2 separate regions of the Ovis aries genome follow, and region 1 is linked to region 2. A link is a contact called in public Hi-C data. All regions are on one chromosome and are shown on one strand. The core of a region is the stretch at or near the end of the contact, and the rest is flanking DNA. Distances in the headings are between cores, read along the strand shown.

What was found. A called contact is a pair of places that touch in the nucleus more often than the background predicts.
Region 1: a Hi-C map of hypothalamus shows a contact between it and region 2, with 7 times the contacts expected there. The contact joins two enhancer-like sites. A contact is called at or near these places in 7 of 16 Hi-C or Micro-C datasets (hypothalamus, liver, mixed tissues and 3 more).

What each region holds. Positions count from the first base shown.
Region 1 is chr8:19,642,114-19,647,390 of ARS-UI_Ramb_v3.0, reverse strand. CEP85L (centrosomal protein 85 like) reads right to left here. Exons shown (of 12, transcript XM_027972343.3): 3 at 4,263-5,050. PLN (phospholamban) reads left to right here. Exons shown (of 6, transcript XR_009601603.1): 2 at 1-2,814; 3 at 3,797-4,039; 4 at 4,145-4,504; 5 at 4,783-5,023. Among named protein-coding and RNA genes, the nearest start is that of PLN, 13 kb to the left of the region's middle. Within about 2 kb of position 3,975, at least 7 of the 54 cell types and tissues checked have an H3K27ac peak or open chromatin away from gene starts, as enhancers often do.
Region 2 is chr8:19,480,577-19,485,728 of ARS-UI_Ramb_v3.0, reverse strand. No RefSeq gene overlaps it. Among named protein-coding and RNA genes, the nearest start is that of ASF1A, 76 kb to the right of the region's middle. Within about 2 kb of position 3,533, at least 4 of the 54 cell types and tissues checked have an H3K27ac peak or open chromatin away from gene starts, as enhancers often do.

The DNA.
Region 1 (5,277 bases), core at 2,726-5,225, 160 kb before region 2:
AATTTTATTCATTAAAACATGTATAACAAAAATCAATTATGCATTTTAGTTACCTAGTGAATGTCATAATCTCATAGCCTATTTGTTCAGAGTGTCGCAGTTTTCACATCTTTCAATACAGCTATGTAAAATTATCTTAAACAGTAAAAAAAAAAAAAAAAAAGAAAGAAAAAACGGTGCAAAAAAAAAAATAAAAACAAGAAAACTTTCTTTTCCGAGAATGTAACAGAATACACAAAATGCTCTCAGATTAAAAATAAACCATTCTTATGTCATGTTAAGACAAAAACCAAGTCATTTAAGTCATTCTACTAAATATTTATATTTTTTCATTTACACAGGAGAAATCTTCCAGTAAATACGTTGAAATCATTAGGTGTCAATATCCTGGATGATTAAGCCCCTCCTTGTTTAAAATAAGCACAAAATTTTATCTTCTTTTTAATGACTACAACCCAGAACTCAGAAACATCCTATAGAATATAAGAAAAGAGAAGAGCTACTTTGCCAGTAAAGAGACCACTCCTTCACTTCTGTCTGGAAGATCCACTATGAGCTTATGAGTCAATGGATCGTGTTTTGTGTAGAAATATGCATCCTCCATTTCCTTCCCCCCCCCCATCCCCCAAAAAGAAATGCAAAAGGGGCTTAGAAAGGGACAGTCTTTCCAGAGAAGACAAGAGTCAGCTGTTTGTTTTCCTCTTATGTCACAGTTTTTGTGGGGTTAAACAGCTTTAGGCAAAGGCGGGAAGAGAGCCGCTAATGTAGAGCAGAGGAAAGAACCGAAGACTGCGGTGGACACTGTACATGGAGACCTATAAACTACGGACACCGATGCTTCTCTTCATTCACAAGGGGAAATGCTTCAGAGTTCTACACCACCTGTATTCTAGCTAATTTAGTAAGGAACTATGAGAAACAAGGACCACCACGCAAATAACACTGTGAGGCTGGCTCAGTAAATGTTCAGGACTGAGTTCTAATCTAAGGAGAGAAACACTTCCATGCTGAAATACTGATCTTTTGAGGGAGTAAAAGGAGGAAGGAGGCTCTGAGCATCAAATGAGATAAATCATTCTGACAGCTACAAAAGTTCTAGATAAATTTATGGTGATGTTAGATTGTGACTCTCAGCCAAATTCTTTTTCTTAGCTGCAAAATATTTTGTTTTTTCTTCACAGTGACAAACAGTTGTCATTGAAAATCACATTCTCACAATTTATCAATGGGATAATTATTATTAAGGCTCTTCCCTTTATACAAAAATTAGACTAAAAAGAAGTCAATGTTTTAAAGAGACCTAAGAAACAAGAAAGATGAGAACTTTAAAAGAAAGATGTTTGGAAGCTCCAAGGAGAAGGTATTTAAGAATTTTTTTCTATAGTAGACCAGGAGAATTAGAAGAGAAATCGTCAAACATTTCAATTAAAGTATCTAGGTTTTCTTTACCTGGTTTCACCTTTCTACTATGAAATTTAAAAGCACTATAAACAGACCATCCCAAAGAAGGTTAATCAAAAAGTAGGACTCTCCAAGCACATGCAAATTTTGTGCCTTTTCACTTTCTTCATCTACCATGGGCCAAGAATATTTAAAAATAAGTTTGCTCCACAAAGCACCTCCAAGCTCCCTACCCTTTCTCTGCACTGCTTCAAGGCTGAGGAAAACTTTGATTACCGAAGAGGATCCTCCCAACAGAATGGAAGGAGTGAAATCAGTACTTATTGTCTGAAATTCACTCAATCTTCTCAGTTCTCTCTCTATGGCACCTACTTCAAGTTGGCGCAAAACATTCAGTCCCTTCCCCCAACCATCTTAGGTTATTCCAGTTCTGTGTAAAGACACCAGCTGGAGAAACAACTACCCAGTCCCTGTTTCCCTGTAACCACAAGCACTTGAGAACTAAAATATGACAGTATTTGATAAATTAGGTTTCCTATCTTTCAACTGCTTGAATAGATAAATCACAATAAATCTGGTTAAACCGCTCTGTTATGATTTGTTATTCACACATCATGATACATCTGTTTGGTTATGCAGTCTAAATATATATAATCAAGATGATAAGAACTATGTTCAAAATAAGAGTAAAGAAAGCACAGAGGAGGTGTTAAGGGCTCTCCTGTGAATGGAGCACGTTAGGTTATGTGTATGTTTTGGGGCTGCGCTCAGATTCGTGACATTACTAGATAAGTGATTTCCTTATTCTTTCATAGAATATATTCCTTTAATCTTCATTATTTTTTATTAGTAATTTTAAGTTTTTACCCCAGGGAAATTTTGCAATTTTCGATGAAATCACTTTGTTTCAGAAAACTCTGGTAATAAAAAAATGGATGACATAATTTATGAAAAATTCTATAGACAATTGGTTTCCCAGTTAAAATGAGCTGCAGACAATTACCTTGGAACAGAAGACATTTTCAGATCAAGAAATTTACACATTTACACATGACATTAGGAAGTACACACTTTTCTTTTTATGCAATATTATCATACAGTAGTTTCCTTAAGTGAAGTGAAGTGAAGTTGCTCAGTCATGTCCGACTCTTTGCGACCCCATGGACTGCAGCCTCCCAGGCTCCTCCGTCCATGGAATTTTCCAGGCAAGAGTTCTCGAGTGGGTTGCCATTTCCTTCTCCAAAAATGATTAATAAATCTTGAAACCCTATTTTTTTTAAAGTGCATCTGTTTTATAAACCTGAATACATACCAACCACTGCCAAAGCTTTATCAATGACTTTATTTCCACCTCCGCATTTTACAGGTGGCAGAAGCCGTGAAGAAACATATATACGGCAAACAACTGAGAAGGTACTCAACACCACTAATCATCAGGCAAAGTCAAATCAAAATCACAGTGAGCTATCACCTCATACTTATTAGAATGGCTATTATCAGAAAGACAGGAAACGACAAGTGCTGGTAAGAATGCGGAGAAAAAAGAAACCTCATACATGCTGGTGGGGAAGTAAACTGGCACACCCACTATGGAAAAGAGTACGGAGGTTCCTCGAAAAAATTAGAAAGAGAGCTACCCTATGATCTACTAACTCCACTCCTGGGTATTTATCTGAAGAAAAAGAAAATACAAACTTAAAAAGATGTATATGCAACCTTATGTTCACACACACACACACACACGAATATTCGCATAAAATGAAGGAAATCTTGCCATTTGCGGCAACATGCATGGATCCTGACAGCATTATGCCAAGTGAAACTAGTCACACAGAGAAAGACAAATTATGCTTTTTAAAAAAGCAAACAAAAAAATTACACTCATATAAAGAGAGCAGACTGATGGTTGCCAGTGCACAGGCTGGAGGGTGAGTAAAACGGATGAAGGCGCTCAAAAGGTACAAACCCTCAGTTATAAATAGATCACAGGGATATAGCGTACGGCATAGTGACTACAGCTAATAATACTGTATTGCATATTTGAAAGTTACTAAGAGTAGATCTTATTACAAGGGAAAAAACTCTGTAGCTAAGTATGGTGATGGATGTTAACTGGATTTATTGTGGTCATCGTTTTATAACATACACATATATCGAATCATTATGTTACATAGCTGAAACTAATATGTTATATGTCAACGATATCTCAATTTAGGGGGGAAAAAAAGGAAAGAAAGAAAAACTCAGGCCCAGAGATATTAAGTATTAAGTGACAGAGAATCATCCAGATTCTGAATCTGATAAAAACAGAAACAAAATCCAAGTCTTCATTCAAGTTACTGTTCTTTCTATTATATCATGCCAGCTCCTTTGTTTCTGTTTCAATTTTCTTTAGATTGAATATTTTTTGCTGTGTTTATAAATATCCTGATGCTGGGGAAGACTGAAGGCAAAAGAAGCAGCGGGTGGCAGAGAATGAGATGGTTAGATAGCATCACTGACTCAATGGACATGAATCTGAGCAAACTCTGGGAGATAGTGAAGAATAGGGAGCCTGGCATGCTACAGTCCGTAGTCGCAAAGAGTCGGACACGACTGAACAAAAGCAAAACAAATGAGAAGAAGAAGAACAAGTCAGGTACAAAGTTTCAAGTTTTCCATGTTAATAAGTCTCAAATATTTTTAAAGTTTTATCAACACAATATTCTGGAGTTTTGTAACATTTATGCTTATTACTGTGCAGGGGAAAGGGAAAGTAAAGCACTCTGTGCTTACGGACACACTGTCGAATGCTGACTTCAAGCGTGCTAGTACTCAGAGCATCCACTGGAGGGAGGCAAACACTAGGTTCTGAGCCTTACCTGCATTGGTGTTTCCCTTTCTTGCTGAAACTCTTCAATTTGCTGCTGCTGCCAAGGAGCTAAACTGTAAGAGTCCTCTGTAGTTCTACCTTCCAAGGGGTTTGTCCGCAACTGCTCAGTGAGCCACATCTGCGTCCTCACAGAAGGCTGAATGGGAACTCCACCTACTGCCTGCTGACCAAGCATTAAATATTTCGGAGATTCAAAAGCCTCTGAGCTTGTCATAATAGGCTTGCTTTCAGGTAAGGCACTGTATGTCATGTCTAAGGCCTGTCTCCTGAGAGTGGAGGAAGAAGCTCTAAAGTCCTCTTTGCTACAGCTCTCATATTTGTATCTGCTGTCCAGAGTTGATGGTCGTTTTTTATTTATTTCCTTATCCTCTAGCTTAAGCATCTCCATACTGTCATGTAAACAGCTAGGTCCAATGGTCCTTAATTGTGCTGTTAATGCCTTGTCTCTCCCTGTCTTTTCCAAACCTCTCCTTGATTCTTCTGTGTGCACCATGCCACCCTGGCTACAGTTCTCTGGGACGGTGAGTTTGGATAAAGATGACCATTTCCGGAGGGGCCGGAAGTCCTTCATGTCCAGTGAAGAGTCCTGCTCCCCCCTACTATGATTTCCCAATGCTTGCATGAGGCTCATACTCCATTTTGAGCCACCTGATGTCAGTGACTCCCTATGTTTGGAAGCTGAAGCACTGGAGTTAGACGGCATGACATGAGCAGTAGGAAGAGTGACCAGTGGCCGACTAGGCTTAAAAGGTAACGTGCCACTTGAAGCTGAATGATCTGGAAAGAAAAAAGAATGCCAAATTAGTTGTGATTAACAGACAAAAAACAAAAAAGAGGCAAAATGTAAAATGCCAAAATCAAAAATCTGAACATGGTTTCCCAGCACAAGTTTTTCAAAAGCACTTCATCAATAGGAGAGACTTACTACTTATTACCGTTACTATTAATATTAGTCATCTGAAACAAATCACACCTTTCATACATTTTCTAAAAATGGATATATA
Region 2 (5,152 bases), core at 2,284-4,783:
GGTTTGATCCCTGGGTTGGGAAGGTCCTCTAGAGGAGGGCACGGCAACCCACTCCAGTATCCTTGCCTGGAGAATCCCATGGACAGAGGAGCCTGGCGGGCTATGGTCCATAGGGTCGCAAGAGTCAGGCGTGACTGAAGCGACTTAGCATGCACGCGGGGGAACAGAACTCATGTGTTTAATGGAAAGGACAAGGGCTTGAGAGCCCAAAATACCAGGTCTGGTTCTCTATTCAATCACATAAATGCAACCTTGGGCTGATCAACAACTCTAATCTCTAGTTTTCTCATCTGTAAAATATAAGTTAACATCTCACAGAGATTTTGCATGAATTTAATCAGTGTAATTTAATTCATGGAGGCTCCTGAAGTCAAATTGGTTAGAGTTCAAATTCTGGCTCAACTAGTTATTGACTGTGTGAATCTGGTCAAGTTGCTTAGAGTCTTTAAAGCCTCAGGTTCCTCTGGATAGGCGTGTGTGTGTGTGTGTGTGTGTGTGTGTGTGTGTGTGCGTGTGTGTGTGTGCACGCGCTTAGTCGCTCAGTCGTGTCTGACTCTTTGCGACCCCATGAACTGTAGCCTGGGTTTCTTTGTCCATGGCGATTCTCCAGGCATGAACACTGGAGTGGGTTGTCATGCCCTCCTCCAGGGAATCTTTCCAACCCAGGGATCAAACCCAGGTGTCCGTCATTGCAGGTAGATTCTTTACCATCTGAGCCACCGGGGAAGCCCAAGAATACTGAAGTGGGTAGCCTATCCCTTCTCCAGGGGATCTTTCCAGCCCAGGAATAGAATCAGGGTCTCCTTCATTGCAGGTGGATTCTTTACCAGCTGAGCTACCAGGGAAGCCCTCAGTATAGGTAATATCCATACAGATAATTTCTGTCTTATTGGGTAGTTGCGCCAAGCAAATGAGATTATCCGTAGAAAAAATGTAGCATGGTACCTGGCACATAGCAAGTGCTCAAATGCATGTTAGCTGTTATTATAGGAAGCACCACACACAATAAATTATTTCTGGTTCTCTTAACTAGGTTGCAGATTAACAGGAGGCAGTTGTGCTAGCTACGCCCAAAGGCAGGCTCTTTTCTGACAAAGTATTTCTTTCTCTTTTCCTTCTTTTCTCCTTTCAAGAATGTTCTGGTACACATTAGCAAAACGCCTTAGGGAAAGGGAGCCAGAAAGGCTTTAAGTGTATTTCCTTCACAAGGAAATCCATGTGCTTTCAGAAGAAGCTAGGTCTCAGAAAGGGGCCAGTTAGAGTAAGTGCCCAAGACTGTAAATAAAGCACCAAAGAAGAGATCCTGTGCGTCTGAATTTAAGAGGGTTCATTAACACTGTTTTTCTTTACGTGCTTTTTAAGAAAGTAGGAATTGTGGTTGGTTGAGAGATTGAATTTTATTTAAGAAGGAACTGTTGTAGGTGTCTCAAACACTAGAACTACGTTCCTTTGAAAGGTAATTTTAGCTTTGGAAAAATGTTCGGAGTTCAGATGATTAGCATGAAGTTTTAGGTTGAGATTGTAACCTGGCCACACCACTGATTCCAGGCAGACGCCCACACCTCCCAGCCTTGCCTGGGCCTCTCTGGGGTCTCAGGAGATTCAGCGACTTCCTTGCTTTGGGGGAGTGTCCCCCTCACTCAGCAAACACATCTAGGACCGAGCATCATCTCTCCTGACTGTGTGCAGCTGCGATTCACATCACAGGCCGATCCTGACGTTCATTCTGTGTTAGGAAAAGATGGACAGAGTTATGATTTTCACTATAATGGCTTCTGCAGAGTTTTGCCATTTTGTAACTCCCCCTCTTTTCCTTTTTGTAAAATGGCTTTCTCATCCCCAGACCTACTAAATGAATATGCTTATAATAGTGATAATTCATGGTTACCAGGGACTGTTGGGGAACCGGGGAGGGGGTCGTTATTGTTCAGTGGTACAGAGATGAAAAAGTTCTGGAGATGGGTAGTAATGATGTTTACACAACACTGTGTATATACTTATTGCCAGTGAATCCTGAACTTAAAAATGGTTAAAGCAGCAAATTTTCTGTAATGTATGTTTTTTTTTTTTCCCACAATAAAGTGCTATTTCAGCATCCCGGTTTCATCAATTTATAGAGACACAAGATTTTCTAGGCAGAGAATAGCAGGTGGCTTGGGTTTTAATGGGCTCCCATTTGGGGATGGAAGCTCACGATAAAAATGTTGCCTTATTCAGGTGGGTGGCGACCCTACTGAGGTGACCAGAATACTATGCCCCCTCATTAGCATATGAATTCATTGCACAGATTTAGATGCTTTGAAAGTACTTGAAGATTTGCCATTTTTTGAAATTCTAAGCACCCTCCTTTCAATGTCATCACTTAAAGGCAGGATTTTCAGGACTAGCTTAGCTGTCAAGAGAAGGATAAGCATAAAAGACACAACTTCCCATTTGTGGTGAGTCAGTTCTCAACCTCTGGTTCCAGTTAATGAAAGGTTTTGACTGGCTCTGGTCTAATCCTGGTTCCATAACTGCAGTCCAGGTTCTGGGGAGCACGTGGTTCGTAGTGGGCACAGGGCACAGCACCACCAAACATATGGCTCCAGTGATTTTGACACCTGCCAGGGCTGGTGCTCAGGACAAGCATCACGTTCCCCTGAAGATTGTCCCAGGAGCTCCCATCCTGGCTGTTGATCGGCCCCTGTCCATTCATCCATCCATCCCGATAGCTGGAGATACGTCACAAAAAAATTAATTCTCAAAGATATATTCAGTTTTCATATTGAATTATTATCCAGTTAAGTCTAGCTACATAGATAATGTACTTGGGTAACAATCTGAAAACATGTTTCCAGTTCCCTTCCCTCAATCAATTTAGTTCTCTAAAAATGCAAAAGATTAACACAATCACCTTAATGTCATGATTAATTGGATATCTGTCATGCTGGATTGTCATAACTTAATGTTTCACCAGCTTCCCTAACCAAGTCTCTTTAGTAGTTTCCCTTTTTATTCTATTAAAGAAAAAAATATTGGTCTGAGAAGCCTGAAAAAAAAAATCTTAAATGTGCACAAAAAACATTTCCTAGCTTTTATTCTCCATTGCTATTTGCAATTTCCCAGAGAGGGAAAATACTGTAAGAAAAATTCTACGCGGAGAGATTGCACTCAGGTCACAATTCACACTCTCTTTCCTAAGATGCCCAATTGTGACAAGCAAAAGCCAATTTAAAGATCTTTGGGGCACCCTCTGGTGGCTGAGCTGGAAAAGGAAATAGCAACCCACTCCAGTATTCTTGCCTGGAGAATTCCAGGGACAGAGGAGCCTGGGGCGGGCTTCAGTCGATGGGGTCGCAAAAGCTGGACACGACTGAGCAACTAACACACTGGTGGCTGAGCAGAGTCACGAGTTTGGCGTCAAGACCCAGAAGGCCAGTGATCTCTGAGGCTTTTTTAAATGGCCATCACTAAATTTTCCATTCATCGTTGCAACTGTATCCAGATCAGGAAAGCAGGAGGGAGTGGAAAGAATTTGGAGTCACGAGACTTGGACCTGAATCAGAGCTCTGTCATTTACCAGTTAAGTGAACCCATGTCTGGCCAGCAAATTTCCACAGAGCTGAGGCTGAATCTGGAATTTCTCATCGGAGATAAGAGGCGATGTCAAAACTAAAGGCACATATGATTTAATTTCTGTCCAGAAAAGGCAATTGCATAGAGACAAAATGTAGGTTAGTGGTTGCCTGGAGTTGGGATAGGAAAGGGGATTAATTGTAAACAGGCACGAAAGATCTCAGTGAGGTCAGGAAAATGTCCTAAAACTGTATTGTGGTGATGGTAGCCCAAGACAGTAAGCTTACTAAAAATCATTGTAATGTACATTGAAAATGAGGGAACTTCGTGATCTGTAAATTATGCCTCAATAAAGGTGTTTTTAGAAACAACAGGAAGGGGCTTCCCTGGTGGTTCAGTGGTAAAGAATCCACCTGGCAATGTGGGAGACACGGCTTTGATCCCTGTAGCGGGAACTTATCACATGCCGCAGGGCAATTAGGCCCGTGTGCCACAGCTATCGAGCCTGTGCCCTGGAGCCAGGGAGCTGCAACCACTAAAGCTGGCTGCCCTTGAGCTTGTGTTCTGCAACAAGAAGAGAAGCCACCGTACTGAGAAGCCCACGCATCGCAACCAGAGAAAAGCCCTGGTTTGCTGCAACTAGAGAAGAGCCTGCGCAGCAAGACCAAGCACAGCCAAAAATTAATTCATTCATTTAATTAAAAAAAATGGGGAGGGTGGGGAAATAGAGTGGATAACTCAGAAATCCAGGTAGAGCTAGGAAGCTTGTACCTGGGTAGGAGGACATGGGTCAGCAGGAAAAACGCCTAAGTTTGGAACATGATTGTGTCCACTTTCCATTGTGCATGGCTCTGCCCAGTTGCATTGCCTGAGGTTCGCAGGCTGGAGGAGGAAATGTCACTGCTTCCCAGCTCAGCCGCGTATTGTAGGTAGAGGCAGGGCTTCTAAGGACCTCACGCAGAAAGTCTGGCCATTCAGGAGCACTTCCGAAGGAAGGAAGACCATTAAAGCAGACATCCTGATGCAGCTGCATCAAAGTGACCATTATGAAAGGTAAAATCTGTGTGTCCTTCATGACTTTTCTCCATAAAAGGTAATCCGGCGTGGTTGGGGAGTAAGATTAGACGAAGGAGGGGGCTGGGAGAGAATGTCTGTTTTTCACATTATTTACTAATAGAAACCTTGAAAGTGTGAGGATTTCCAGAAGTGTCAGGAGAACACCTGTCAAGTTGGGTAGAAGGAAACTTCTTAGGATTTCTAAGAGAGAGGATAAATGAATTTGGTTAGTTTAGCTTTAAAAAAAAAAAAAGAACAGAAAGAAAAAGAAAGGAAAAATAAGACACAGATAGATATTAGTAAATAGCATTGTGTCATATATATCAAACAGGCCTACTACCCTCAGTATAACAGACACAAACCAGAGAAAAACGGGCAAAGCATCCGTACAGGTAAATCATAAAAGGAAAAAATAATTGAAGAAATACGATGTCAACATAAGAAACATCATTTAACCTGGCTGCTAATTAATAAATGTTACTAAGAAAACAAGTTTTTTTTTTTTCACCTATGAAATTGGCACAAAGATTGATGCCGATTA